2 separate regions of the Salmo salar genome follow, and region 1 is linked to region 2. A link is a contact called in public Hi-C data. All regions are on one chromosome and are shown on one strand. Each heading gives the region's core, a stretch centred on a gene start, on an enhancer-like site or on the middle of the called end of the contact. The rest is flanking DNA. Distances are from core to core; before and after follow the strand shown. Region 1 holds the start of LOC106584361 (nuclear factor 1 C-type). Region 2 overlaps LOC106584361 (nuclear factor 1 C-type).

Evidence for each region. A called contact is a pair of places that touch in the nucleus more often than the background predicts.
Region 1: a Hi-C map of muscle shows a contact between it and region 2, with 4 times the contacts expected there. The contact joins the promoter of LOC106584361 here to the enhancer-like site in region 2. A contact is called at or near these places in 3 of 3 Hi-C or Micro-C datasets (blood, gill and muscle).

The regions. Positions count from the first base shown.
Region 1 is chrssa23:29,585,662-29,591,709 of Ssal_v3.1, reverse strand. It overlaps LOC106584361 (nuclear factor 1 C-type), which reads left to right and starts at 4,728. Exons shown (of 11, transcript XM_014169587.2): 1 at 4,728-5,218. The coding sequence starts at 5,216. It overlaps LOC106584363 (a long non-coding RNA gene), which reads right to left and starts at 4,819. Exons shown (of 2, transcript XR_001323732.2): 1 at 4,698-4,819.
Region 2 is chrssa23:29,537,397-29,543,509 of Ssal_v3.1, reverse strand. The region is part of intron 2 of LOC106584361 (nuclear factor 1 C-type); the gene reads left to right. Among protein-coding and RNA genes, the nearest start is that of LOC106584363, 46 kb to the left of the region's middle. Within about 2 kb of position 3,934, at least 11 of the 13 cell types and tissues checked have an H3K27ac peak or open chromatin away from gene starts, as enhancers often do. A contact at or near this core is called in muscle, where this site is marked.

The sequences.
Region 1 (6,048 bases), core at 3,479-5,978, 47 kb before region 2:
TTCGATCACCATGCACTGAAAAATCATTCTGGCTATGGATACGGAGAACATCAACACCTTAACATCAACACACCAGAGGATATGTCCATTGGACTTGGGGCTCTGCTGGGAGTTTACCATTACTTGGATGTGTTTATTCTGCTTTGCCACTAAAATCATAATAAACACTGACATCTAAAATATTGTATTATTGTTGTTTTTGTTATGCCTATTTTTAATAATAATAATAATAATAATAGGGGAAGGGGTAGTTTAGAAATTAACCCCAAAAGGTTATTCGATGATCCATTAAGAGGGGTTCTTTGAAGAATTTATAGGGGTTCCCCCACAGTTTCAATTTGAAATCCCCTAAAGGATACTCCAGGAACCTTTTATTTGTAGAGTGTAGAATTGCAGGAAATAACATTTAAAGCTGCCAAATTCTCTCCACCAACAAGAGGGGTGTGAACAGTTTGTGTCATGAACAGTGCTTGTGCCCATAGGAATAGAGGTGGGATGTTCCCCGATGCTGGAAGGAGGACCCCGAGTGGAAAGGTTTGGGAACCCCTGGCCTAATGTATGGTATTTAATCAAGCTGGTGTTTTGCTCCCATTAAAATATGTTTTCATTTCCTCTATCTTGCAAAAGCAGTTTTTTACCACATGTATGATTGACATTGTCAAGTCCGTGGAGGATGTTATTCTTCTCCAATATCGATCATTTTTGCAGAGCATTACATGTGTAGCCTAGATCTTAACGTTTAACAGCACCAATATTTTACTGCACATGGCCTAAATGTGTTGGTCCAACCCCTTATTTAGTTTACTGTCAGTGATCCCACACTGCATTATAAGATTATGTATTTCTGCTTCACTTTTCTTCCTTCATGATTCAACAATTGTTTTAAATAAATAAAAAGCTGTATAATGTCTCCTGATGGGCCAAATCCTAGTTTGAGATTTCGGTCGCATTGATGTGGCAGTCTAAAAAACGGCAAGTCTCTTTAACGTGCAGCACAGGCTGACCATGTACTGGACGCTGGACAGGTGCTGGATCTGCCTCCATGGACCCAACAAAAATGTAATTGTCAAGAAACTGTATGGAAACTATAGGCTACTACATATTTTAATAATAAAGGCAATATACTCTGAAATGTTCGAATCAAGTAGGCCTATTTCTGATGTAAACATAACTTCGGTTTAGGCTATATTAATACAATTGATTTATCCTGTAAGGCCTATCCATGAGAAAATGTAACGAGGTAAAGGTATCCTGATGAGGACTCATTTATGAAATCATTTACATGTTAAAACTGCCTTCATGGTGGAGATTCTATGAAGTTTGCGCCTCATGGTTTCACATTGAAAACTCATTCAGGCTAAAATACAAAAGCAACGTTTTTGTCCGTTCTGCAAGTTATCTTCAGTTTGATTTTCTGTTCATTTCATTTGAAATAAACCTACAGATAAGATATTATAGAAAAATAACAACCCAACATCCGTTTTTTAAGAAGTACAGGTAAAAGAAAAAAACGAGTGACCAATCCCAAGTATGCCGAGGTTAAAATAACTTTCCAATTAGAGGTGGTTGTGATTTCAGAATTGTATTTTCTGTCTCCTTTTGATTCGTGCAACCATGGACCAGTGAAGGTTTCCCGACAGTTAATTAGACATTTCAGCAGCTAGCCAAAACCTGTTGCATTAGTTATTCTGATTTCATTCCGTTATAGGCTGAGTTTAACAAACACTCGTCCAAGCAAGTCAATTCGTTTGGCCAGAGGCTTTCTATTCAACAAAAGATAATTGAGTTTTCTGTTTGTTTTCTGATTAATTTATGTTGTTCTTGTCGTCCTTTACAAAACTATCAAAAACATTGTTATAGCATTTACTCCTGCTTAGGGGTTTTATAGAATAAACAATGATTGGATGTCAGACCTAAAACGTATAAACAAACCAACCACAAATAAAGAAGAAACCATCAAATTGATCCCACAGTGTAATGTAAAATATCTCATACACTAAAAATAAAAGGCTCCTGAGGGAGTATCCTTTAGGGGTTCTTCAAATTGAAACTGGGAGGGAACTCCTATAAGTTCTTCAAAGAACTCCTACAAATGGATCCTCGAAGAACCCTTTGAAGAACATTTTGGGGTACATTTTTGAACTACCCCCCCCCGAATATTATTATTAATATTACACATAACAATAACAACAATAACACCATATTTTAGATGTCAGTGTTTATTATGATTTTAGTGGCAAAGCAGAATAAACAAATCTAAATATGAGGTAAACTCCCAGCAGAGCCCCAAGTCCAATGGGTACATTAGTGGTAACCTGGAAATGATTTAGTATTTTAAATCCCATGTCAGGAAAAAATACAATTATTATTCTTCTTCAAAAATGTAGCTAAAGGACATTAAGCTTAACTGTCAAAGTAATGTGACATTTGAAAAATATTACTGCTTGTTTCAAATAAATACTATTTTGTTTTACCTCATATCACCAGTTTGGGCAAAAAGGTTTGAAGTTAGTCTTCAAATTATACATTTACGGTTATTGATAATCAAAGCATGGTAAAAAACAACAACATGAATTTCACCCCAATCGATTTTTTTAAATTAATATTATCCAAGAGTTGAGCAACAAGTTAAAATTTCATTTTAGCATATGAAGGGTTAAATACTCTGGCAAATTATTTGCGTTTTCCATGAGCAGATGTTATGGAAATCATGCTTTCAATTGTATAAACCTGTATTTTCGAAAAACAGAACATAATGTGATGTTTGCCTGGGTCGAGCCTAGATCTAACTGTATCAAACATTATCGCACCATTATCAAATAAAAAGTGCATTAAAAGTAAAAGGAAGAAAACACTCACACACACGCACACAATCTGCCTCTCCAACTCTTGAATGGATTGTCTCATTTCTGTGTCATATATTAACAAATACTCCAGTATGGATTTTGTATGATCAGTTGACTGTTAAAATGCAAATCTGAGATTTAAATTCAAACAGGTGTATTATCCCATTGCATAACCAAGTTCGTAAGCCTACTCTAGATAAGATCTTAATATTCTTCATCAAATTATGCTATTAAGATTCTAATTAACAGGGCCATTTGACCTTTGACTTCAAACAGTGAAGGGAAATCGAAAGAGGAGAATAATCCAGTAACAGCCAATACATTGGGGATTTCATTGCTACTGAAAATCATTAGTTCAGGTTAGATAGCGACAAAAAGGCTTGCATGCGAGAGACAATCTCTTCAAACCAGATTCTATAATTGCACTAAAGACAAAATCCTTCAATCAAAGAATGCATATTCATTTAGGTCAATTTTCACTGTTACAATTCTACAATTATGTGGTAATATTATACTGCTTTATCATTTTGGAAGAATGTGCTCATGGCCTACAGTTTTCAGTAACACTTTATTTTAAGGGTCTATAATAAACCATTTATAAGGCATTTATAAACAGTCTGATCAACATTTATTGATCGTTACTCCCACATTTGTAAATGTTAGTAAGCTAGTTATTCACACGTGATGTTTAACGAAATACATGTTTAAGGAAATATATATATTTCCTTAAACATCCTGTGTTGTGTGCTTATTCTTTACCAGGTACTGCAGGAATGTCTACCAATGGCATCACCATCTTTTTGTGAGAAGTTACACTGGTCACTCAAAACATTTATAAAGTATTTATAAAGTATGAATAGCACTCACTTTAGATTTGAGACTGCAAAAATACGTTACTAATGATTGGTAAATGGTTTGCTAATGTGGGGGTAATGATTACAAAATGGTGAACATACAATTTATAAATGCCTTATAAAAATGTTTTATTACAGACCCTTAAAATAAAATCTTACCCAGTTTTCAAACACTTTAGTCCTAATGAACTGAAACGCAGAAAGCAGTTGAACACACTGGGTTAATTTTTTGGGAATGTCACGCTTATAAACTCATGCAGGACTTCCCTAAATATTTTCAGTATAACATGTCATAGGCCACATACTTTGGTGAGTTTTGAAGAATATTGGTAAAATAAAATAAATACAAATCCATTATTAACCTGCAGAAACCAGCTGAACGAGCAGGGTTAATTTCTTGGAAAAGTCAATTTATAAGAATACTTATGCTACATTCATGAAAAGGGAATATCAATAGCAAAACGATTAGGCTACGAATTATGAATAATTATGAATAAATTACAAATGATCTTGTGTTTGGAATGTTAGGCTATTATAGTCAACTTCAGATGTATTTTCCTTGAGGATGGACGCATAACCGTCTGTGGTCAAGTTCCCTTCTCCCTTCTGAAAGGTTTGAGCAAAGTGGGGTTAAAAGCAATGACAGATTTGACAACACCTGACACGTTGACAGCTCGTCAAACCATTGTGGAAGTGTAATAAATACGGAGGACGTAATACACACACACACACACACACACACACACACACACACAATAAAAACAAGACCAATATTGTTCTAGGCTGTTATATCTCTATTATAGAATGTATATCTCTGAGATTACAACATGTTTTGTAATAGCGGCTCACAGTGGGCAATAGTTGTCTTTTTGCTTTTATAAACTACGCCATCAAGTGCAACACTAATAGAACGCGTTAAGCCACACACACTACCTCTCCCTCTCTCGCACACACACACACACACACACACACCCGCGCACACAGACACACACACTACCTTCGTGTTTCATCTATTCCTTCTCCGAGACGACTGTAAGATCTCCTATGAGCCCATCGTTCGGGACGTCTTTAAGGACGTTCACATATTAAGGACATCTAGGCTATGTGTAGCCTACAATGCTGCAAATCAATGAGACCGAAGGATCAGTTCTGTAATTTAAATATATAAAAACAATAACAGCACTATACATTACGACACCATCAAGCGGTGTACAGTTTGCAGAATCTGCCCGAAATCGTTCAGCCCGTAGCTATATTATAGGGAAATCTTTATTTTGTCCTATTTTACCTTGTAGCGAAGATTCTACGGGGATTGACGCTGCAGACTTCGCGTGGGACGTTTCTATTTGATCTCTGCGGGTTATTCTCCCCTCCGAAGACCACGGATTACTTCTGTTCGCGGATAAATGGATATGGAATAATAATAAAAACACGTCGACGAGATGACCATGCTTTGAACCGCGGTGCTGCATAAACTATAACTTGTCTGGGGGGGGTTGACAGTTTCGCTTCGAAATGGTACGTTTACAAATCAATTTCATCTTTATTTGTCCATGTTACAACAGACGCAAGGCGAGAACGATCACGCGTCAGTTGTGTGCACTCTGTAAAGTCAAATTGAGATTGCGTAGAGCTGCATTTTGGTGTTCTGCTCCTTTCCGTCTTTCTCGGCAGGCTACTCCTTTTATTGTTGGTTTTCAGCCAAGCGGAGTATTTGTGGGAAAGGCTAGAAATGCAGACATATGGTATATTTATGTTACACCTGCGCGTAATGATTGATATAGCCTACAAAGCGTTTTGGCACTTCTCCGCAGTGAAAGTTATTAGTTTTTTTTGTTGCCAGTTTGAGTAGGGCAGCGCAGATGTATTTTCACCACGGGATGTTGAAGTTCAAAGCCAATATACTCTGTGCCCGGTTAGAGTTTGTTCAGCAGAAAATGGCCGCAGCCAGAGCCAGAGCCGCAGGGGCGCCGGCTTGAATTTGAACCATAGACCGACAGAGGCGCTCCGTCCCTGGATGTAGTGCTGTTATAACCCACATAGCCTACTTGCAGAGTTGCAATCGCAGTGTTTTGAAAGTGCACTCAATTGGCATGGGGATATTTAGAGTCTGTGGCCTACTGTTTTGGAAATATCAAATAAATATATTCAGGGCGTTATATTTTGAGATGTCATAGATAACAAAATGGCCAATTCTTCCAGTTATGTCTGAACTGCAGTTCACTTCACGAAGGCTGATTTACCCACCACCACCAACGAACCGCTACAGACATTCAACTTGTGCTACATGGATTGGATTCGGTTATTACTTTATACTTGGTTTATATAATGTTATTGCCAACTCAGGG
Region 2 (6,113 bases), core at 2,685-5,184:
ACAGATAGTTAGCGAGAGAGAGAGAGAGAGAAGAAAGTAGAAAGAGAGAAATGAACTGGAGCCAAGTCCTGACAGTGTAAATCATTTTAAATGAGCATGGATTTCGAACGCCAGCCTCAGAGATGTGTTAAAATGTACAGTGTTTAATAAAAGGGTGTAGCCTGGTAGTTAGAGGGGAAAGCTGGGCACCAGTTGATGCACAGACAGGCAAGCAGGGTGCCTCTCAGGGCTAGAGCCAGCAGCCAGGGCCACTCTCTGCATCCTCTCTGCTACTTGGCTCAGAGTGGGGTGACCTGGCAGGCTGGTTGGGACCCATGGCAGAGGCCAAGGAGGAGCTGTCCCATCAGAGGAGACAGCCCTTCCCTGGCCCCTGCCATAGGTCTCAACCAGCCTGCCAGGTAACCAGTAGGATAGACACACAATGAGCCTGTGCGCCCACTATTAAGCAAATAGGCTGTTCTATTAGACCTCTTTAGTGGCAGGCAGGAGCAACGCCTGTCATCAAATAAAATTATGATCATAAAAAAGAAATAATCTGCTACTGTCAGCCTATGTTACAATGCAAACAGTTTTGAAATGTTATGGGAAGCAATTGGCTCCATATGCAGGTAAAATAATCATTTTGCTGTACGATATACTGAATGCAGGGAATCAGCACTGCAGAAGACCCTCCTCAGCCCCTCTGTGTGTGAGCAGAGCAGACAGACAGGGTCTTCTCTATGGCCTGGTTGTGTGTGTGTGTGTGTGTGTGTGTGTGTGTGTGTGTGTGTGTGTGTGTGTGTGTGTGTGTGTGTGTGTGTGTGTGTGTGTGGGGAGCAGTGGAGTGTGTGTTTATGTGGGCATCTGAGCGGTCAGTGTGTCAAGATGATCGAGAGTGAGCCTGAGGGGGTGATGGGTGTGTGTGTGTGTGTGTGTGTCTCCACACAGCCTGTCAGACGGCGATCACACAGCTCAGATTCACACACCGGCTTCTCTACCATCCCTCTGCAGCTACGGACGCTCTCATTCATCACCTTCTATCATGTCACCAGCAATATCATCCTGCAATATACATACAGTACTGTACAGTACAGAACTCCCCCATACAGCCGAGCCCACCCTGTGGGGGTTCCCTGCTATGCACGCTGTCCTGGTGTGATTGTTTTGTCTATGTGTGTGTTGTGTTACATTATCAGTAATTGCTTTAATTTTGCTATATATTCTTAGCTGAATAATTTTTTTACAAGACTTTTCAAGCTTGTTAGCTTAGTTTATTTTCTTCTTAATTATTAACATATTTTATTTAGGATTTTGTCCACGTTTGACTCTTAATATGATAGGCCTAAAGCTGAAATCCTTTCTGTGCTAGTCAGTCTCAGGTCAATCTGCCTCTGCCCCTTTCTGTGCTGGTCAATCTGCCCCAGAACAAAGCAGTTAACTCACTGTTTCCCGGTAGGCTATCATTGTAAATAAACATTTGTTCTTAACTGACTTGCCTAGTTAAATAAAGGTAAAAAATCTGCTGTATTTGTTTAGATCGAATAAATATGTCTGTTCCTGAGGTGAACGGAAAAAGGAAGATGGCAGAGAGAGGGAGAAGAGATGGAAGCCTGATAGCTGAGCTAGTGCTGGAAATTATTTCTGTCCTCAGCTGTGAGCTCCCAGCTAGCACATAATGTTATGAGACCAGAGCTTCTTAGAGCTTGGTGAGAGCGTGGTTAACCTATGGTTAGTTTGCAAACACAACTTTCTGAGAATGGTGCAGGATAGTTGCTTGGCTTTGGAACATTCTCAGCACATTTACGGAAGTTGACAAAAAAACTTTATTTCAATGAAACTTTATTTCATTACCTTAACAGAACGTTGCCTAAAAGTGAAAACGTGGTTACATTTAATTTCAATTTTCGTAATGTACTAGGAACGTTCGTCAACTGGTTAGGAAACCAGTTTCCTACAGGTTTCCTCATGGTTCTATTTAGAGTAATGTTCTCAAATTGTTCTGAGAATGTTAAGAAAACTTTCCAGAAAAACTTTAGTAACGTTAAGAGAACGTTCTAAGAATGTTATTTAAAAACATATTCATTCCGTTCTCAGCATCAACAAAACTCGCTCTATCCTTTATCTTGTTGCATTTGTTCACGTGTGTTGGCCACACCCACCAATTGGCCACACCTGATCTTAATGAGTGCTTGTTTCCTTTGAAATGGGGTCTGTTTGAATAGACTAAAATGAACAGCTTTGTATGCGCAAAAAACATGTCATGCTAGCTCCATCCTGGTGATGCATTGGACTAATTCCATCGATAGAGAGCAAAATATTATATGTTCAAATCTCACTGATGCCATGCCACAATCAAAAATAAATATTTTTGCATGATTAATGCCTGAGGAAATGAATTTCCATGTGTCCTATCTGTGTTTAGAGTAAAAAACTAAATAAAAACTAAAATAAAAACTGAGCTGGCGGTGTTATTAAAAGTCTTAATGAAACATTCAGTGAAAGTTTTAAGGAAGTTATTCCAAGACCTATAATTTCCGTTCTCAGAGCGTTAATAAAACCTCCCAAGAAACTTTAAAGAAACCAGAGTAAAATGTTCTCAGAACCTCCCTGCAACCTACAACTTTTTTCCCCCAGAACAGGCGAAATGTTCACTTCAGTTTTACAATTCAGGAAACATATGGCTTCGTTCAACCTATATGGAACCAAAAAACATACGTTCCCACAACTTCCAACTTCCATGGAACCAAATAAACTAGCTGGGCTGTGTGTCTGCCACTGATCTACCTCTGGCCTGGCTGGCTCTGGCCCCTCCCACCAGTAAACTCTGTCACCCCCCCCCCGAGGCAACCTTCACCCTGAGATGTCTGGGTCATGGTGCAGCACAGCCTCCCTGTCACCTGACCTGCCTAATAGCCTACAAACCCCTGGCTGTAAACACTCTGATAAGGAGCTGCAGCTTTTCACTTTCACTCAGACCAAAGAAAGAGGGAGGGTGGGAGGGAGGGAGGAGGCTAGTGCTGAGAGAGGGAAAGGAAAGGAAGGAGGGGGGAGAGAGGGAGGCCAGAGAGGCAACCAGTCAGCATTTGTTCTTAAAGGCACAGACCCCTCTTTCAGTTCCAATGATATGTTGTGCTCTGCTTCCTTCATCAGAGCTCTCTCTCCACCTCCTCCCTCCCTCCCTCCCTGATCTCATCTCTGGGTTGGACAGGGAGAGCAGTGTTAGCAGTGTTAAGCCATCAAACAGCAACACCAGCTGGGCTGTGTTGGTCCCTGCTCATTTGCTGGCCTGTGTTTTGGTATCTTAACTAATTGAGCAGAGTGCAGTACTCCCGCATGCATTGGATCCCCAAGGATGATGCTGGGTTAAAGCTTGTTGTTTTCTGCCTCTATGTTAATCAGGGTTTCATTTGCAGCAATAATGTGTTTACACAATCTCCCCTGTTTGGCTTATTACTCATATTTGTGTTAATAGTTTTTATTGCAGAATAAAAAATGATGGCCCAATGTAACTGTGCCAACTCTTTTAACAGGTTCTACTTGTCTTCTGTCATTCAGAATTTTTCTTGTGTTTGAAGACTTTTTATTAAACTCAATATAGCATAAAAATTGTCACAATAGATGGTACGGTGGTTTGACCAATTTCACAAAACACTCTTGTGAGGAGACAGTGCCAAAGTTCTAAGTGAGCACTTACTGAGAAGCCGAGCTCAGCCTCTCTGCCTCGAGCTGCCCGTGAACCCTTCCCATCTCCAGACTCCTCCATCTGCGGCCACGACACTGCACAAAAAACACATTGTGTGTGTGCACTGTAACATTATGCTGTTATGTCACACACACTAAACTACCACGCTGTACAGTCGTCTCTGTGACCGTTGAGCAGCATACTGTAAATCTGCACCCTGCACTGTGGCGGCCGCTTCCTGCTGCTGCAGAGGCTCAGACTCAGAGAGATCCTGCTCTCTCAGGCTCAGTCACAGACACGCATGTTCAGTCAACACAGCCACAGAGGAATGTGCTCCGCGGCTCTGGCAACGGAAATTTAGAGGGGATGGGAGGAGGAGCGGGCCTCCGAAGGGTCAAGTTTAGCAGTGTTGTTTTCCTCCGACAGGGGGAGGTGTTCTGCTCTCGCACCTGGAGTTATTTAACAGCCAATGAAACAGATTGTCATAGACACTTGAGCTAATTATATCACCTTGGACGGCTAAAAATGGTACTGTGAGCTGCCTCCATGTTTTGCATGCCTTTCCCCTCTGGTTATTATCAAAGATCACTGCCAGTAGTTTGAAGGTGCAATAGTACGACTGATATGGAAAGAAAATAAGTATAAATAGCCTTTACATTTAATTGAAGCAACATCGATGTTGGCTTGAACCAGGCTACGTTCATTGGTAGGCTACGTGGTTCAACATAGGAATGAATCAATTGGGAAGTGGTGTTAATTACCAATATTCAAACACATATGTTTAAAGTTAAATAAGCCATTAGTCTACATGGTCAAATATGAGTTTGCCTTTTGTTTACTGTAAATGTAGTAATATATACTCTCTACCACCTGTGGTCCTTAGGGCTCCCATTCCCAGTAGACAGAAATAACACCTGGGTGAGCATGATCCTGGCAGGAGTCTCTCACTTTCATTCTGCTGGAAAATGGGACTGACCCCCCCTCCCTCCACGCTTGGCTGCATATGTCAATATGGAATGACGTAGAGCGGGGAGTTTGTGGCTGTGATTCCACTGTGGTCACCTTCACAACCCTATCCTTCACTATTACCACTGTGGCTCTTACACACACACACACACACACACACACACACACACACACACACACACACACACACACACACACACACACACACACACACACACACACACACACACACTAATATTTTTGCATTTGAGTCATTTAGCAGACTCTCTTATCCAGAGCGACTAACAGTATCGAGTGCATACAGCCCTGGCGTTGCCAGCGCCATGCTCTACCAGCTGAGCCACATGACAGACACCCACACGCGCACATAGACACAGAGAGAGAAGGAGAGGGAGGTCACGGGTGAAAGTCAAAGAGACTGCAGCTCTATGGTAATCAATCTAGTGGATCGATGGGCTGGGAGTGTGCTGGCAGAATGCAGGCATTGTGCTGAGTCTGGGCTCTGTATTGGAAAGGCTCTCTGTATTGGAGAGGCTCTCTGTATTGGAGCGGCTCTCTGCATTGGAGAGGTGTCAGTGGACATGTGAGAGAACTCAGATAGGCAAACTGTCAGAGGCGTAAGGATACTAATGTGTCTGATTACTAGTAGCACTACGCAACACTGACTCAATTAGAGATATGCTGTTTTTGTTACTCATTGGCTTTCTAAAGAGATGTTTGTGTTTGCATAAAAGTATAATTTTAGCACAGCAAGGGGTCTTAGGTATACATCAATATCTGTTCATTTGGACTCAAATCATGATCTTTAAATGAGGACTTGGATTTAGTAACACGTCCATAGAAAATTGAATGCAGATGCTGTTTTCAGATAATGCTTTTCAGGTTCTCAACTTTATACTTCAGAAGTTTGGGTCAATGATTATTGAGCCATTTATATTAGGCCTAGCGATGACTGGTGATCAAATTCATTTGAACTTAGGCCCAAACAGGTGTATATATAGACCATAGAGTGTATATCTATCTATCACAATTGGTTTTATTTGTAGTTATCAATAACAAATTCCTCTCAACAAGCTCAATAATATTTGGAGAGTCTAATGAGATAGGAGGATTATATTTGACATTTTCAAGCAGAGTGCTTTGATGCTTTCTGATTCCCTGTCTCTGTGTTATAACAGTGCTTTCTGATTCCCTGTCTCTGTGTTATAACAGTGCTTTCTGATTCCCTGTCTCTGTGTTATAACAGTGCTTTCTGATTCCCTGTCTCTGTGTTATAACAGTGCTTTCTGATTCCCTGTCTCTGTGTTATAACAGTGCTTTCTGATTCCCTGTCTCTGTGTTATAACAGTGCTTTCTGATTCCCTGTCTCTGTGTTATAACAGTGCTTTCTGATTCCCTGTCTCTGTGTTATAACAGTGCTTTCTGATTCCCTGTCTCTGTGTTATAACAGTGCTTTCTGATTCCCTGTCTCTGTGTTATAACAGTG